Linked DNA regions of Mus musculus: all the other regions are linked to region 4. The links are chromatin contacts, called in public ChIA-PET, Hi-C, HiCAR-type and capture Hi-C maps. All regions are on one chromosome and are shown on one strand. Each heading gives the region's core, a stretch centred on a gene start, on an enhancer-like site or on the middle of the called end of the contact. The rest is flanking DNA. Distances are from core to core; before and after follow the strand shown.

Region 1 (3,127 bases), core at 127-2,626, 210 kb after region 4:
AGGATAACACTCACTTTATTGATCCAGATCAGCCCTGGGATTTGGTTGGAATTAATCTGCATCTCTAGCCAGGGTCTCATCCGCATTCGAGTGATTGGCATGGTGGCTGGAGGGAAAAGACAGAGGCCTGTGTTTGGAGTCTGTTAAACAACCCTGGGCACTGCCCTGCTCCACCCAAGGCCGCTCGCTCAATTACCTTCTCCTGTCCTCACACCCAGGTCATTACCCTCCCCCACTCTCCTGCCATCAGCCAGGTACCCAGGTCATAGATTAGGGACCCTGAAGTAGAATGAAACTCTCCAGCATCATGGGCAAAGCCACCTGCCCATTCTTTTCAGTCTCTCCCAGTCAGTCTCAGGAATAAACAACCAAGCAAGTCTGGATGGATGGATGGTTGCAGGATATATGTGCAAAAAAAAAAAAAAAGCCAAAAGACAGACATCTCAATGACAGAACTTTTCTCTCAAAATTCAATCTTTGGAAGAAGGAAGGGACTACTTTTGCTTGTCACCCCCAGCCCTGCACCTTCCAGGCTGTGCAAGCAAGCAAGTCAACCTCCATCTCGGGCACTTCTACCCACCCACTCCAATCCAGTCTATGTCCCCTCTTGACAGCCAGTGCCCACAACATACAGGCTGGGGCGCAACCCCTTCCGGCCTGGTTTCCCCTGCTGTTAAGAGAAGTGGCGCAAGCAACACCTGTGGCACCTCCTCCCGAAAGCCCAGTAGTTCACGACCCGGTCCAGCCAGTCAAGGCAGCGAGCCAACCTCTGCACCGAACACTGCGCGTCCGAAAGCAAGAGCTGGGAGCCAAGCTGCGACCGCCAAAAGTGCGCGCAGGCGGACATCCGAGTCCCCCGGCGCTGCTCGCGGGTGCGCGCGACGGCCACTCTGGGCTACCAAGAGGCCCCGCAGCGGCTCCGCGCACGCAGACCGCCGAGCGCGGCCAGAGGGCGGTGCACGCCGCGGCCCGCCTCCCGCCCGCTTGCAGCGCCCTCCCGAGCCAGCGCGCCACCGCGACCCAGGGTGTCTCTGGCCCCCACTTCCTGGTGTCCCGTGCGCCTTTTGTTCCACGGCACCCGTCGGTGCCCGCGCAGCTCCGGCGAGCTCACCTTTGCTGCAGGAGCGATTCGCAGAGGGTGCCGGAGAGCGAGGCACGGAGTTGCGGTGTAGGTACGCGATGCGCGCACGAAGCGAAAGATGCCCGAGATGCTGGGGTCCCTCTGGCCACCTCGGCTGACCTCGGCGCAACTCGGCCCGGTTCGGTTCGGTTCGGTTCGGTTCGGTTCGGCTTAGACTGTGAAAGCACGTCCTACCTCGACGAAGGAGTGGTGCGCACTGGCGAGTCCGCGGCGCCGCGAAGAAATCTAAACACTTAGCGGGATTCCCCGGCCCGGACTCGGCCACGCCCCCGCCGCGCCGCTCCTGCGCGCCCATTGGCCCACTCGGCCTCATCATTTCGGGGAAATCAGGCTGTTGTAGAGCTAAGCGGCGAAGGGGAAGTACAAGGCAGCTGTGCTCCCCACCCCCTCGGGCCCGCGCCACCGCCCCGGGGCTACCGCGGGCCCGCCCCTTGCTCCACTCCACTCCCCTGCCCCCTTGCCTGTCTTGGAAAGCCGAGACCGTCCCCCTCTTTCTGCAGACTCCCAGCCTGCTGGCTCCTATGATGGTCTTCCCCTTCTCCACGGGAGACACCTAACTCCCTATGTCTCTAGAACACCTGATTCCCTCTCCAGAAGGGTCCCCGGGACTAAATCACCCTCAAAATCAGTCTGGTAATGAAGTGTCAAGAAGGGAGAGATTATGTCCCTGTACCGCCTTACTTGCCACTTGGCTGCTCTGGGAAATTGAGGCAGAAGGCCTAACTTGGAAATACGGGGCAGTAGGAACTCCCAGCCTGGACTCTGCAGGGCCAGCCGTTGAAGGACTCAAGGACTCCGTAACCATAAAATGTCAATAGCTCACTTGCTAGTCTGAAGTGATGGGGGAACACCTTGTCCTTATGGGGAGAGATGATGTGTTTGCTTACATGGGCACAAGATGCGGGTGTGCTTTCCTGTGCCACACGAGGTTCTAGCTAGCGGTGACCAAGGCGACCCTTATTCCTTGGGACTACCTAACACCAAAGAAGTGGATAAAATTCCGAAGTGGCCGTGGTTCCTTCTATGACACCTACTTCAGCTCTCCATCCTCGACGTAGCCCTAGGGAGAGAGTTCCTCTCTGATAGTCTTGAAGTCATTTCTGAGTCCCCAAAGCCTGGCTCTGGAGAAGTTCTGGGCAGCATAGGGAAATTGTGGCTAAGGGGGGACCCAGGTCCCAAGGGGATGGCAAGGGCAGCGGGTTAACTGGTGTTCACGAGTAAACCTTGCCAGTTTGTTCTTTCTCTTAGCGGCTGGGCTAGTGTATACATGTTCCATCTCCGAACTCTGGCCCCTCAGGCTTCTTCATTCGCTTCCTCGCAGCTTCTGACTCACAAGTACATCAGTCCTCTACCGTGTCATTCTCTTGTGTCACCTTCCTCACCCTAGCTGTCCGTCTAGGACAGCACCCAGTTTGAATGTTGCAAGCTGTAATACACACATCAATGGACGATTGTACCTGTAACGTCACTGCCTCATAGACGAGCTAGGAGATTCAAGGTGGCAGGAGGATTTGGAAGGAGGAATTGAGACTCTAGAATAAATACGGAGGTATTTGAAGTCGCAAATTAAGAGAATCACTAGAGACCAGGGCCTTCTGATCACATGACTCTGAATCTGACACCTGCTCTCTGTGCAACAGATGTATACTTGCTCTGTGGAGACACTCTGACCAGCCAATGGAAAATTCAAAATGAGATTAGGGAGAGAAACTTTGTAACTCTTGAAGCCCACAGAGACCCTACTGAAAGCAACCAGAGACTACAAATTACATCAAAATAACTGTGTGGGTATACATAATGAAAGTCAGCCTGTGTCCTGGAATGTCCATATGCAGCCTTGTTAGTGATGGGTACCTGTTTTCTGTCATAAGGATAAATAAAAATTTACCCGATAGATAAATACCCTGTTGTAGGACATTTAGGTTATTTCCACCTTTTCCCAATAGAGACAACACTGTGAGCAAAGTCTCTACACACACACTAACA
Region 2 (3,171 bases), core at 85-2,584, 200 kb before region 4:
GAAAATCATCAGGAAAGGATTCAGCACAGAGGAAGAGCACTGTACCACCAACAACAACCCACATACTGCCAACCTCCCACGTACTGCCAAACCCCCACGTAGCAAGGGCTCTGAGTAGTTATTTTTCAAAGATATACAAGTGACCAATAAGTACATGAAAAGATACTCAGCCCTCTTAACCATCAGGAAAATATAAATCTAAACCGCAGGATACAGGATGAAGCAGGGGCTGGAGACACGGCTTAACATTAAAAGTACTGCTTCGCTTGCAGAAGACCCAAGTTCAGTTCCCAACACCCACTCATGTAAGGCAGTTTACAACTGCCTACAACGCCTGCTCCAGGTGATCTGATGCCTCTTCTGGCCTCTGTGAACTTTGCACGCATGTGTGCATCCCTTCACAGACATACACATACACAAACACATACACATACACATACACATACACATACACATACACATACACATACACATACACATACACATACACATACACATACACATAGTTTTTTAAGAAATAATAAAATTACATAGCAGGAGAGTGTTGGTAAGAACAGGAGGAAGTAGGAACATTTAAACATTAAGATGAAACTTCTAGTCGGTTAGATGAAAGAGACCCTTGAACAGATAATATCATCAGAGAAAGCCACCAGCTACCTACCAAGTTAAACAGGACCTCTTCCACCTAGAAATAGAACTTCATGTTGACTAAGATCAATTTCCCCAGATCCTTGGCCAATACTAATACCCAAAAGGAGAGTCAAATTGAGACTTTCACTAAGCAAAATGCACAGGGAAATGGGAAAAATGACCAAAGCAACTGCTGATTTAATTATATCATCCATTGCCAGTGAACTGGTCACTTGACAGGGTAAAGGAATGGTTTCTTGAAGCTTTGGGTAAGATATCAGCTTGAAGATTGTGTTCTGCAAAGTCAGGATCCTCTTCTAGGCTGCATCATACATCCCAAACCAATAAGCATAGCATGAAGAATGCATGGGTCTGGAAACTGATGAGTGGAAATAGAAATGACCCCTCTGTGTGCTGGAGTGACTCATCGGAAGAGTGTTTCCTCTCCCTCCATCGCTAGACAAATGCACTAGCTAAGGGTAGCCATCTAACCATGCATGGGTGTTTACCCTTAGGTGTAATTAAAGATTCAGTTCCTCATTCATACTTGGCACATTTCAAGCGTTCAATGGCCATATGAAAAAGTAGCAAGAATGTTGGACAGCGCAGAAGATTTCCATTGTTGCAAAACATCCTACCAGACTGCACTGTTCTACCGGCCTGGATCCCAGAGGGAAATGCTTGCATCAGAGGAGCCTGACTGGGACTTCTCAGCGGAATTTAAACTATGCCTATTGCCCTGTCACGTTGAGCTCCTCATGTTTGCAGACCAGCAGGAAACACAGAATCGCTGCTGCCAAAAGTCCTCAGTTCTAACCAAGAGGCGATCATGATTTTGTTACATAGTGACAGGGTAGAGTGTGGCTTTAGGTGACTTACCGGGGACTCATAGAACTCCCTGCAAAACTTTAGTAGCAAGTGAGCAAGTGTGTTGCTCATGCTTTCAGAAGACATTATTGAATGGGGCTCAGAATCCTTAAAGATGGTTTGGGTCAGGTACCCTAATGAGTGGATCCCTGAGACTCAAAGTCCAAATAGATAGATTGTGGTACTTCGATTACTGCTCCAAAGTCCATGGAACTCCGATACATCTGAAACTCCCAACTTCAAAAAAATAGGTGATTAGGATTTTCTTTGGAGCTGAGATAAAAGGATGGACCATCTAGAGACTGCCGCACCCGGGGATCCATCCCATAATCAGCCTCTAAATGCAGACACCATTGCATACGCCAGCAAGATTTTGCTGAAAGGACCCTGATATAGCTGTCTCTTGTGAGGCTATGTCGGTGCCTGGCAAACACAGAAGTGGATGCTCACAGTCAGCTATTGAATGGAACACAGGGTCCCCAATGGAGGAGCTAGAGAAAGTACCCAAGGAGCTAAAGGGGTCTGCAACCCTATAGGTGGAACAACAATATGAACTAACCAGTACCCCCGGGAGCTCGTGTCTCTAGCTGCATATGTAGCAGAAGATGGCCTAGTCAGCCATCATTGGAAAGAGAGGCCCCTTGGTCTTGCAAACTTTATATGCCTCAGTACAGGGGAACACCAGGGCCAAAAAGTGGGAATGGGTGGGTAGGGGAGTTGGGGGGGGAGGATATGGGGGGGCTTTTGGGATAGCATTGGAAATGTAAATGAAGAAAATACCTAATTTTAAAAAAAGAGCATTCATATAAAAAAAGAAAAAAAAGACACTGTGTAGATATTGGAAACTGTATGTAGTATAGAAACTTTTATGTGTACATATACATAGTCTGAATATATTTCTTCACAGTTACACAACTATGACAAAATTGAATTTATAATGAACTCAGTAATTAATATAAAATGGTTAATAATTTTAAAATATAATAAGAATATATAAGTATACTATTAAAATTAACATAAATTTTTAAAAAAGGATTTTCTATTGTTTTGTTCCTGCAACTATGGAGAAGATATGTAGCTAAATATGCAATATTTAATATGAATATATAACTAAAGCAGGAAGGGCTGCTTCCAAACATTATGTTGATCAGGCTTTGCCTTCCTCATGCTTTTGTGCCTGATTGACATCCAGCCTAGGACACTCACAGTCTAGACCTTTCACAAGTGGGCTCCTTACCATTCTAGTGCTGTCATCTTCTCAGTATTTCCTATAATTTGTGTGTGTGCAAGTGTGTATGCATGTGTTCACATGTACATGGGTCCACATACATGTGCAATGCATGTACATGGAGAGAACCGATGTGAACCTCAGGTATCACTCAGGGGCTGTCCACCTTACGTTTTAAATTTATTTTATTTTTAATTATGTGGGGGAGGGTTGCACACAGTGGCATCTGATCCCCCTGAAGCTGGAGTTACAGGCACTTGCTATGTGTCTGCCATGGACACTGGGGACTAAACTTGGGTCCTTTACAAGAGCAGTCAGTGCCTGCTCTTAGCTGCTAAGCCATCTTAACACACACACACACACACACACACACACACACACACACACACACACACACACACACCTGATTCCTCACTGGGGCCTGGAGCGCATGAATTCAGCTAGGC
Region 3 (2,818 bases), core at 114-2,613, 230 kb after region 4:
ATCTGAGGTAAAAGCACCACAGAGCTGGGTTCTCTCCAGAACTTGAAGGCAATGGGGACTGGCAGCTGCAGGAGGGAGGGGCACCTCAGGCCGCCTCAGCTGGAGAGAAACTATGGTGGTTCCTTGGCAGCCGAAAGTTTTAAGCAGAAGGCAGATGTTAGACCTTTTTTTTTTTTTTTTTTTTTTTTTTTTAAATAAATAGATGTTAAAAATGAAATAAAGGAATTTTCATGATGAAAAAACAAAAATAACATTTTGGGGACCAGCAATGTAGCCTGGTGGTGGAGTGTTGCCCAGTGTGCACCGCTACTTGTCCTGGATCCGATCTTTAGCACTGCAAGCAAACAACAACAGGTTTTTGATGCTGTTGTCAATGTATGTGATGACAAGACGGGAGAAACGTCACCAAAGTACATCATAGACATGCATGAAGGTGCCGTAGCAAAACCCATTATGCCATACAGTTAATTTTGGTTTTTAGAGCAAGGGCATTGCATGCCTCTAATCCCAGCACTTGGAAGGCTGAGGCAGAGGGCTCACTGAAAGCTCAGGACCAGCCTGGACTACAAACATAGAGACCCTGTCTTAGAACTCTTCCCCCAGCCCCATCCCCACAGCCAAATATCCATCCCCAACCCAACAAGATGCTACGATAACAAGAGTGGGAGATGAGGAAACCTGAGGAAAAGGGAACCCTCATCACTGTGGGTGAGAATGTGAACCAGGGCAGCCAGCTGTGGACATAATGGAGGTTCCTCATTACTAAAAGTAGACTACCACGTGATTCGTGGGACCAGCCCTGTATGCACTGAAGGAACCCGAGTCAGCACACGGTGGGCCCATAGCGTGGCTCACAATGGCCAAGATATGGAGCCAGGCAAGATGTCCATCAGCAGACAAACCAGGAGAAAGAAAAGCAGTGCATACACACAAGACATGCTCTTGTCTCTCCTCACTCTGTAGCCCCGCTGACCTGGAATTCACTATGTACTCCAGGCTAGCCTTGAGTTTAGTATGGTAATCCTTCTTCCTTGGCCTCCTAAATGCTGGGATTACAGGTATAAACTGCAGGCCCAGCACAACAGTTTTGTTCTACCATAAAGAATTAAGTTTCCTAGCAGTCTGGAGGCAGAGACAGAGGGATCTTTGTGAGTTCAAGGCCAGCCTGGTTTACAGAGCAAGTTTCAGGACAGTCAGGGCTACGCAGAGAAACCCTGTCTCTAAAAACCAAACCAAACAAACAAACAAATAGAATTACGTTATCTCCAGGAAAATAGATGTAACCGAAGATCACCTTGTTAAGCAAAATAAGCCAGACGCAGACAAATGTTGCTTCCTCTCATTTGAGGAACCCAGGTTCAAACGTGCACACACACGAGCATGGAACAGAGCGTGAAGGAGGAAACCACAGATGGTGGTGGGAAAGGAAAGACAAAATGTTGGACTTTCTCTCAGCGGTAGATCTAACCTAACAGTTACACAAGGCTACTTATATATAACATACGATAAGACATGAGAGAGGAGGGAGGCTTGTGGTCAGAGGGGAAAGGACCAGCTGGAAAAGGGGGATTTGCACTGAAGGCTGGGGGGGGGTGGGTAAACAGGACTAAAACACAATGATTCATATGCCATGGCTGTGAAAACGTCATGACAAAATTCACTTGTTTATTTTATTGTCTTATTGAGCCAGGACCTCACTATGTAGTCCTGATTGGCCTGGAACTTGCTGTAGATATAGTCCAAGCCAACCAGGAACTCACAGAGATCCACTTGCCTCTGCACCCCTGTCCCTGCCCCGTCCAAGCTGTGGCTAAAGCCATGTGTCACCACCCTACAAAACTCATTCCCATGCTTTCTCTTTTATTAGATAGATAGATAGATAGATAGATAGCGATTATAATTACATCATTCTCCCCTATTCCTTTCCCCCCAACCCATTCCAGGCAACATCCCAACTTTCTTGTAAAATTCATGGCCTCTTTTTCTTTAATTGTGGTTACATTTGTGTGTGCATGTTTGTGGTGTGTTTGTGTATTTCCAATATATAAAGCCAACCTGTTTAGTCCATATAATGTTCTTTAATGTTCTTTGTTTTGTTCTTTTTTTTTTTTTTATTTAAGATTTATTTATTTATTTTATGTATGTGAGTACACTGTGACTCTCTTCAGAGAGACCAGATTGGGTCTCATTACAGATGGTTTGTGAGCCACCATCTGTAATGTGACTGCTGGGAATTGAATTCAGGTCATCTGGAAGAGCAGACAGTGCTCTTAATGGCTGAGCCATCTCTCTAGGCCCCTCCTTACATACATTTGTATGTACATGTATGTACATGTTTTCAGGACTGACCTTGGCATTCCTAAGTCCCCTGGAGTTCTTTGTCTAGGGTTGAAGCCTCATAAGCTTTCTCCCTTCCATGTTAGCATGTCTGTGTGGGATCTTCCTATTCAGGCCATGTTTAGGTAGCCATGTTGGTGAGACCTCATGTGTGCAGAATCTCTGGCATTTCTAGGACACAATCTAACAGCAAACCCCCTGTTCTCTGGCTCTTATAGTCTTTCCTCCCCATTTTCCATGGTGATCCCCAAGCCTTGGGTGAGCAGTTGTGTTATAGATGTGGCAGCTGAGACTGGTGCTCCTCAACTCTGCATTTTGATTGGTTGTGGTTTTCTGTAATGGTCTCCACCTACTGCAAAGAGAGGCTTCCTTGACGAGGGGTGAGGACTACACTTACCTGTGGGCATAAGGATAAATATTTAGAATGTAGTTAGGAGTTATGTTGGTTTAGTAAAGTGGTGGTTGTGGGTTCCTTTCCAGG
Region 4 (2,936 bases), core at 280-2,779:
TATGCAAAACTTGAATCTGACCACGTAAAATTTTTATTTACTAGATCTGGACATTTTATTAATATGGCTGTGACAATTATTGTTGTCAACTTGACAGGGTCTAGAATCACCTAAGAGAGAAACCTCTAGGTGTCTGTGAGGAAGCTTCTAGATCTCATTAGTTGGAGTGAGAAGAGTGACCCTCAGAGAGGCAGCATCTGTTCCATGGCCTTTGGTCCAGGACTAAGTAAGAGGAGAGAAAGCAAGCTGAGCACCAGCATTTCTCTCTCCTGGCTTCCTGACTGAGGCGACTGTGACAAGCTGACTCCTGCCACCCGGCCTTCCCAGAGTGACCGACTCTACCCTCTAAGCACAAGCCCAAACCTCTTCTCCCTTAAATTGCTTTTGTCTCTGTAACCAGAAAAGTTACGAATACAACAGCTACCAAGACAATTTTAATGATAATGTGCATCTGCTGTACACACCTGTTGTCCCTGCTACTAGAGAGGATGAGGCAGGTGGTCATTTGTGACCAAAGTTGCAGGTAAAGCCAGGGAAATACAGTAGGCCCCATCTAAATAAGTAAATAAATAAATAAATAAAATTATAAATGTAACTTCTCATTTCATTTGACAATATTACTTTAGAATTACACAATTGCTATTTTTATACCTTATCTTTTTAATTTTAGGAAATACTATTTGCACAAAACAATGGATTTCATTGTAAGGCTCTGTGTTTGTTTTAAGACGGGTTTCACTGTGTAGTCCTGACTGGCCTGGAACTATGTAGATCACCAGTCAGCTCCTGAATTAACTGTAAAAAATAACTAATTTGAGGGTATAATCCTAGACTAAGATCCTTAATCTTGAAGTTAAATTTTTATATTTGCTTAAGTCGATTTGATGAATAACTGAATGATTTCTTAATCTTTAAAAACATAAAGCACAGAACAGAGCCTAGAAATTGAAATTCATTGCCCACAGCCTCATGACCACAGCCTCAAAATTTGTCTCAATCTCTTAATGATTATTATAATATGACATTATGTGAGTGGGCGTTTTGATTGCATGTATGTCTGTGCACTATATGTGACAGGGGACCAGAAAAGGGGATTAGTTCCCCCGGAACTGGAGTTACCAGAAGGTTGTAAGCCTCCAATGCGTGCTGGGAATTGAACTCAGGTCCATTGAAGGAGAAGACTTTTGGTGGGATACAATCCCTTTCTGACCCATAACAAAAAGTTGAGAGGGTGTTTCATACCGAAATCCTACGCCTTTCTCCAAGTCAACACCCAGCTTGGTCACAACTTCCCCCAAAGGAGCCCTGGGGACCAGCTCGGGGTTGTGGCTTGAGAAGACCCATCCCTCCCTCTAGCAGCAGCTTCGGGGCGGGGACTACAGCGGCCCCGCCCCCAGCCCGACTCGCTCGGGGGGTGTGGCTTGAGAAGACCCGTCCCTCCCTCTAGCAGCAGCTTCGGGGCGGGGACTACAGCGGCCCCGCCCCCAGCCCGACTCGCTTGCTCTCGACTGGGAAGGACTTTACCTCAGGGCGTTCCTCAGCGAACAGCTCAGAGTAGTAGGCAAGGGACTCCTAGGCTCCCTCACACCCGCGCAGTTCTGAAGCCAGGCTCCATCCCGCTTCCGCACTGTCCAGCCAGCTCGGAGACCGGGACCAGACCCGCCTCACGTACAGGCGCGTCCAGTGCCCACTACGGATCACTCAGACTCCTGCCGCGCCCACCCCACGGTTCGCCTCAGGACTGCACGGCCGGCCTTGCAGTCTAGGCCAGACTCCGCGCGGAGTCCATCATGGCCTCACGTCCTCGGTGTCTCTGGCGCTGGCGGGGTCTGAGGCGGCGGGAGGAACTCACGAGCTTCTCCGTGTGGAAAACGTCTCCCGACGCTTTCTCGAACTCCTCTTCGACGAGTGACTGGTGCTCCGCGTGCACGGACAAACCGTGCGCCGCCCACTGCGCCCGAGTATCCTCGGATTCCCGGCGGGACGCCGTGGGCTGCCGACTCTATGCTTGACTACGACGAGGTGACCGCCTTCCTGGGCGAGTGGGGGACCTTCCAGCGCCTCATCTTCTTCCTGCTCAGCGCCAGCATCATCCCCAATGGCTTTACTGGGTTGTCAGCCGTGTTCCTGACGGCGATCCCGGAGCACCGTTGCCGGATACCAGACACCGTGAACCTGAGCAGCGCGTGGCGCAACCACAGTATCCCGATGGAGACGAAGGACGGACCAGAGGTGCCTCAGAAATGCCGCCGCTACCGACTGGCCACCATCGCCAACTTCTCTGAGCTAGGGCTGGAGCCGGGACGGGACGTGGACCTGGAGCAGCTGGAGCAGGAGAACTGCCTGGATGGCTGGGAGTACGACAAGGACATCTTCCTGTCCACCATCGTGACAGAGGTAGGTGACAGCCCCCCTGTCAGGGTCTGGTGACATCGCAGGCAATGGTTGTTCCTTAGTTTAACCACAAGCTCCCTGGTGATGAGCATCCTTTAAGAACATTTTATGAGATGACTTCTAGCCATAGTACGCCCCTCAGAGGACAAATGTCTGGCAGACCATCCGTCCATAGGGTCCCATTGAAGATAGAGTCCAGAAGGTTCTGCCCCTAGGAGATGCCCTGAGACCCTGAGTGGTGGGACTTTCTCGAGGTAGTGATGTGATTCAGAGGGGCCGGATTCAGACTTGCTCCAGAGAAGAGACCACAGGTTTTAGCCTCTGTTCAGAAAGGAAAGACTCTTTGCAGAACTTTTTAAAGTTAAAGAAACGTGTGTTCCAAACTCTCTACCCTTTCTGGAGTTATTCTTTCTTCCCTCACCTATCCTTACCCCAAAATGAAGTCTTGCCATGCCCCAGGAGAAACTGTTTTCCATTTGCCAGCGATGGATTGTTACTTCTTAAGGACCCATGTGTCTGCAGATCTATCCAGGGTGACTTGT
Region 5 (3,189 bases), core at 303-2,802, 180 kb before region 4:
TACCACCCAGATGCCTAACTCTTAGTCCAAGGGACTTACCAAAGTGTTCAAGGGAGTTTCCAAAGCCATGAAGGCTATGGAGGATACTTTTCCAGCTAAGGTCAAAGAATAAACTCTAGAAACTGTCTGCACACTGACTCAGGGGAGCCGTGAAGTCACACTGTGTGAAATCGTCCCAAACATAAAACAGGGCTTTGTGATGGTTTAGTTGCTTTTACTGAAGAGAAGGGTGCAGGGTGGTTAAACGGCTTGTCTATCATCTATGAATGCAGTATTTGAATACCTTGAGCACGGTCCTCGGGACCGCCAACATATTATTTCCCATAATATACTGCCCTATCTACCCATCCTCATGTCCAGTGTCTGATTCTGAACACAAACTATAGAAATCTCACTTGTGTGCTTAGGGGAACATCTAGCATGTAACAGGCCCTGATAAGTTCCTCAAATTTATTAAAATTTGGGAAAATTTAATTAGGCTGCTCCGTCATGCTCCTCGCTTGGTTGTCTGCTCTGTGGCTGAACATTTGTTTGAAAGGGAAGGGAAAGCACTGTCAGGGAGCGCCAACGGCTTTTTAGAAATTATGTTTGAAAAAGGGGTGGCACTACACACATGAAATTCTCAAATAAAAAATTAATGATAATAATAATAAAAAATTATGTTTAATTTCACTTCACCCCAAACTCAAGCATATCTAATCTTCATGCCTTATCCACGTGTTTGTGGGCTGATCTTCAGGGCAATGGGCAGCAAACACAACCAGCTGTTCTCTAGTCTTAGTTTGGTTTTCAATACGTGATGGGTGGGAGCAAAAACAAAGAGCGTCCACTGGTGTTCCAATCGCACACGGGCAGGCCTTGGGAATCATAGCTCTGCATGTTGCAGTCCTCAGGGGAGCTTAGGAAGGTAGGGGTGACTCCTCAGCCCTTGGCAGCACCCAACATCACATCTGGGCAGGCCTAGGTGTGGGGATTCCACAGCCTGTCTCAGCTATCAAGTGGCCAAGTGGCTTGACAACTATTTTTAAATAATTAATTCATTATTTCAATGTATCTAAATATTCTTGGTAGTGGGGATTGAACCTAGCCCCGAGAGTGTGCCAGGCAAGTGCTCTACTGTGTGCCTTGTCCTCAGCGTGGTGGTCCTCCCGGGTTTTCCTGCTTGGCCTGCTGAGTGCAGGTTGTAACTGCTCCTCCCTAACTGCTCCTCCCACTGCCATCCTGCTGTCGATCCAAGCTGGCCGCCTCTACTGCTTCTGTCTTTATCTTCCCAGCCTAGACCCTACTAAAATAAATAAGAAAAGACAGTTGAGGGGAGCCTTTGTAGGGCCTCAAGGTAAGGGCCCCTGCAGTGCAGGGAAGTCTCTGTAGGCAGCACACTCTATGCAGCTTGCTTACCTAACCCAAGAAGAGGTGTATGGACCAATCACAGCACACCTTCATGAAAGAGTGGGGTGGGGGGATGTGGTGGCTCTACTCAGCCTTAGGCACCAGTCAGCAGGCCCTCAGGCTAGGTGCTCCCCAGTCTGACCTAGGGGGGAAATAGTTGCAGGGTCATGTAGAGTTCACTGAGGCTTGTGACAGCAAAACCCTGTTATAAATTGTTTTGAACAGCCCTGCCTGCGGCTGCACCTGCAAGAGCCAGAGGTGTCTTTTCTGAAGACTTCCAGGGTGTTGCAGACAGCTAACAGCTGGCTGCTCAGAGGCAGCCTTTCTGCACAAGGTGGCCAGGAAAGGAAGGAAGAGCCTCCTTGTCCCTGCTGCTTAGGGGATCACCTTGCTTCAGCTTCCATCTTGAAAGCCAGAAGGAGCGCTTACAATAAGGACAAGAGGAAGTTGCCTTTAATAGTGACTTAAACAAAATTCTCATGGCTTTAATTCCATTTTAAAAAGGCAGAGATTGAAAAATGGAGCCAGGCAGTGATGGCCCATGCCTTTAATCCCAGCAATTGGGAGTCAGGAGTTCTGAATTCCAGGCCAGCCTGGTCTACAGAGTGAGTTCCAGGACAGACAAAGCTACAGAGAGAAGCTCTGACAGCAACAAAAAACAAACAAACAAACAGAAACAAGAAAGAAAGAAGAGAAAAAGAAACAAACAAACACAACAAGGGGTCACTGGTCTCTGAAGCTATTCACCCAGAGTTTTAGATGCTCAGCAACATGAGTTGTGCCTGATGGATAATTGAAAACTATGACCCCCATTAAAACATTAAAACAAATATCCAGGGAGCTAACTCAGTGTTTAGCCATGCCTGCTGCTCTTACAGAGGGCCTGTGTTTGATTCTACATACCCACACTGGGCAGCTCACAGGACCCAGGACTGGGAGGAGGTGAGTTGGAACTTACCTGGAAGCCTCCTGCTGGAGGACTAGCTCCCAGGGTGTCAGAAGGTACCATGCAAGCTGTTAAGGGAGGAAAGTAACCAGTCACCATACCCAACTGTGACGCCTAGGGGCCACAACAATGATTGGTCCAGCAAGCTATCCTCAGTTGTGTATGCAATAGCGGCACCTTTATCTTGTGGGTAACCAACTGCTGTCTAACTGGACCTAAGACCCACTCAATAGGAGGAAATCCATGCCTGGAACTGCAGACTTAGCAAACTACTTGTGAGAGAGCTCACCGACTCTAGAGGGGAGCCTACTACTGGTATGTCCTTAAACTAATGTAATTTGTAACTGATTTCTAAATATTTAACTTTATATCCACAGACAAGTGGTATTCTCTCTGCCATCCAAGAAATATCTTTTTTTTTTTTTTTTTGCAACATTTGGAAAGCCACAACTTTCAGTTAAAAAAAAAATCAGAAAATAAGTAGCTGTGGATGCCCATCCCCAATGGATACATTTACAAACCAACCCCTCTGCTTAAGGCTCAGAGAACATATAGAGCCAGGGGACAGGATGCTACATAGAGTGTTCTAAACACGGCAGAAAAGCCAAACCCATGAATCTCAACCATATGGTTTCCTAAGCAAGATAACAACACAAGCCAACATGTGGATGGGGGAAATGTCAAAAGGCCCATAGATAAAGAGGTACAGGCAGTGAATGGCTGCCGAGAAACAGAATCCTTTTTCTTCAGGGATGAGCCCTTGATGGAATGGGACAACCTGTCTCTAGAGGTCCCCCTACACACATGTACATACCAGCAACACTAGAGGGACTTAGGTTGCATATGGGCATACA

Evidence for each region. Hi-C and Micro-C count contacts between places; a contact is called where the count stands out from the background. ChIA-PET counts read pairs in DNA pulled down with a chosen protein or histone mark. HiCAR-type assays count read pairs that join an accessible place to other places. Capture Hi-C pulls out chosen DNA fragments and counts their contacts.
Region 1: a contact with region 4 is called in a capture Hi-C map of macrophages, with 2.0 times the contacts expected there. The contact joins the promoter of Irf1 here to the promoter of Slc22a21 in region 4. A contact is called at or near these places in 7 of 39 promoter capture datasets (the 3T3-L1 cell line, 3T3-L1-derived adipocytes, cranial neural crest and 3 more), 1 of 484 Hi-C or Micro-C datasets (embryonic stem cells), 3 of 115 datasets of contacts at active chromatin or transcription factors (bone marrow-derived macrophages, embryonic stem cells and memory CD8 T cells) and 1 of 9 other capture datasets (macrophages).
Region 2: a contact with region 4 is called in a HiCAR-type map of fibro-adipogenic progenitors, with 4 times the contacts expected there. The contact joins the enhancer-like site here to the promoter of Slc22a21 in region 4. A contact is called at or near these places in 1 of 39 promoter capture datasets (embryonic stem cells), 2 of 484 Hi-C or Micro-C datasets (liver and nephron progenitors) and 2 of 115 datasets of contacts at active chromatin or transcription factors (bone marrow-derived macrophages and fibro-adipogenic progenitors).
Region 3: a contact with region 4 is called in a Hi-C map of the HPC-7 cell line, with 7 times the contacts expected there. The contact joins the enhancer-like site here to the promoter of Slc22a21 in region 4. A contact is called at or near these places in 2 of 39 promoter capture datasets (the 3T3-L1 cell line and embryonic stem cells), 2 of 15 datasets of contacts at CTCF or cohesin (the NIH/3T3 cell line and embryonic stem cells), 29 of 484 Hi-C or Micro-C datasets (the AML12 cell line, the C2C12 cell line, the G1E-ER4 cell line and 22 more), 1 of 115 datasets of contacts at active chromatin or transcription factors (bone marrow-derived macrophages) and 2 of 9 other capture datasets (adipose tissue and liver).
Region 5: an RNA polymerase II ChIA-PET map of memory CD8 T cells shows a contact between it and region 4, with 7 read pairs. The contact joins the enhancer-like site here to the promoter of Slc22a21 in region 4. A contact is called at or near these places in 15 of 484 Hi-C or Micro-C datasets (the AML12 cell line, CD8 T cells, cerebral cortex and 7 more) and 1 of 115 datasets of contacts at active chromatin or transcription factors (memory CD8 T cells).

Annotation. Positions count from the first base shown.
Region 1 is chr11:53,768,263-53,771,389 of GRCm38.p6, reverse strand. Irf1 (interferon regulatory factor 1) reads right to left here and starts at 1,376. Exons shown (of 10, transcript NM_008390.2): 1 at 1,112-1,376; 2 at 15-106. The coding sequence starts at 101.
Region 2 is chr11:54,180,019-54,183,189 of GRCm38.p6, reverse strand. All of the region lies in intron 3 of Gm12223 (a long non-coding RNA gene), which reads right to left. The region is part of intron 2 of 4933405E24Rik (RIKEN cDNA 4933405E24 gene); the gene reads left to right. Among named protein-coding and RNA genes, the nearest start is that of 4933405E24Rik, 32 kb to the left of the region's middle. Within about 2 kb of position 1,334, at least 46 of the 459 cell types and tissues checked have an H3K27ac peak or open chromatin away from gene starts, as enhancers often do. A contact at or near this core is called in fibro-adipogenic progenitors, where this site is marked.
Region 3 is chr11:53,746,761-53,749,578 of GRCm38.p6, reverse strand. No RefSeq gene overlaps it. Among named protein-coding and RNA genes, the nearest start is that of Mir7671, 15 kb to the left of the region's middle. Within about 2 kb of position 1,363, at least 55 of the 459 cell types and tissues checked have an H3K27ac peak or open chromatin away from gene starts, as enhancers often do. A contact at or near this core is called in the HPC-7 cell line and bone marrow-derived macrophages, where this site is marked.
Region 4 is chr11:53,978,926-53,981,861 of GRCm38.p6, reverse strand. Slc22a21 (solute carrier family 22 (organic cation transporter), member 21) reads left to right here and starts at 1,529. Exons shown (of 10, transcript NM_019723.3): 1 at 1,529-2,397. The coding sequence starts at 2,005. It overlaps Gm30927 (predicted gene, 30927), which reads right to left and starts at 1,831. Exons shown (of 4, transcript NR_168634.1): 1 at 1,525-1,831; 2 at 465-553.
Region 5 is chr11:54,161,499-54,164,687 of GRCm38.p6, reverse strand. All of the region lies in intron 3 of Gm12223 (a long non-coding RNA gene), which reads right to left. Among named protein-coding and RNA genes, the nearest start is that of Gm12223, 21 kb to the right of the region's middle. Within about 2 kb of position 1,552, at least 23 of the 459 cell types and tissues checked have an H3K27ac peak or open chromatin away from gene starts, as enhancers often do. A contact at or near this core is called in CD8 T cells and memory CD8 T cells, where this site is marked.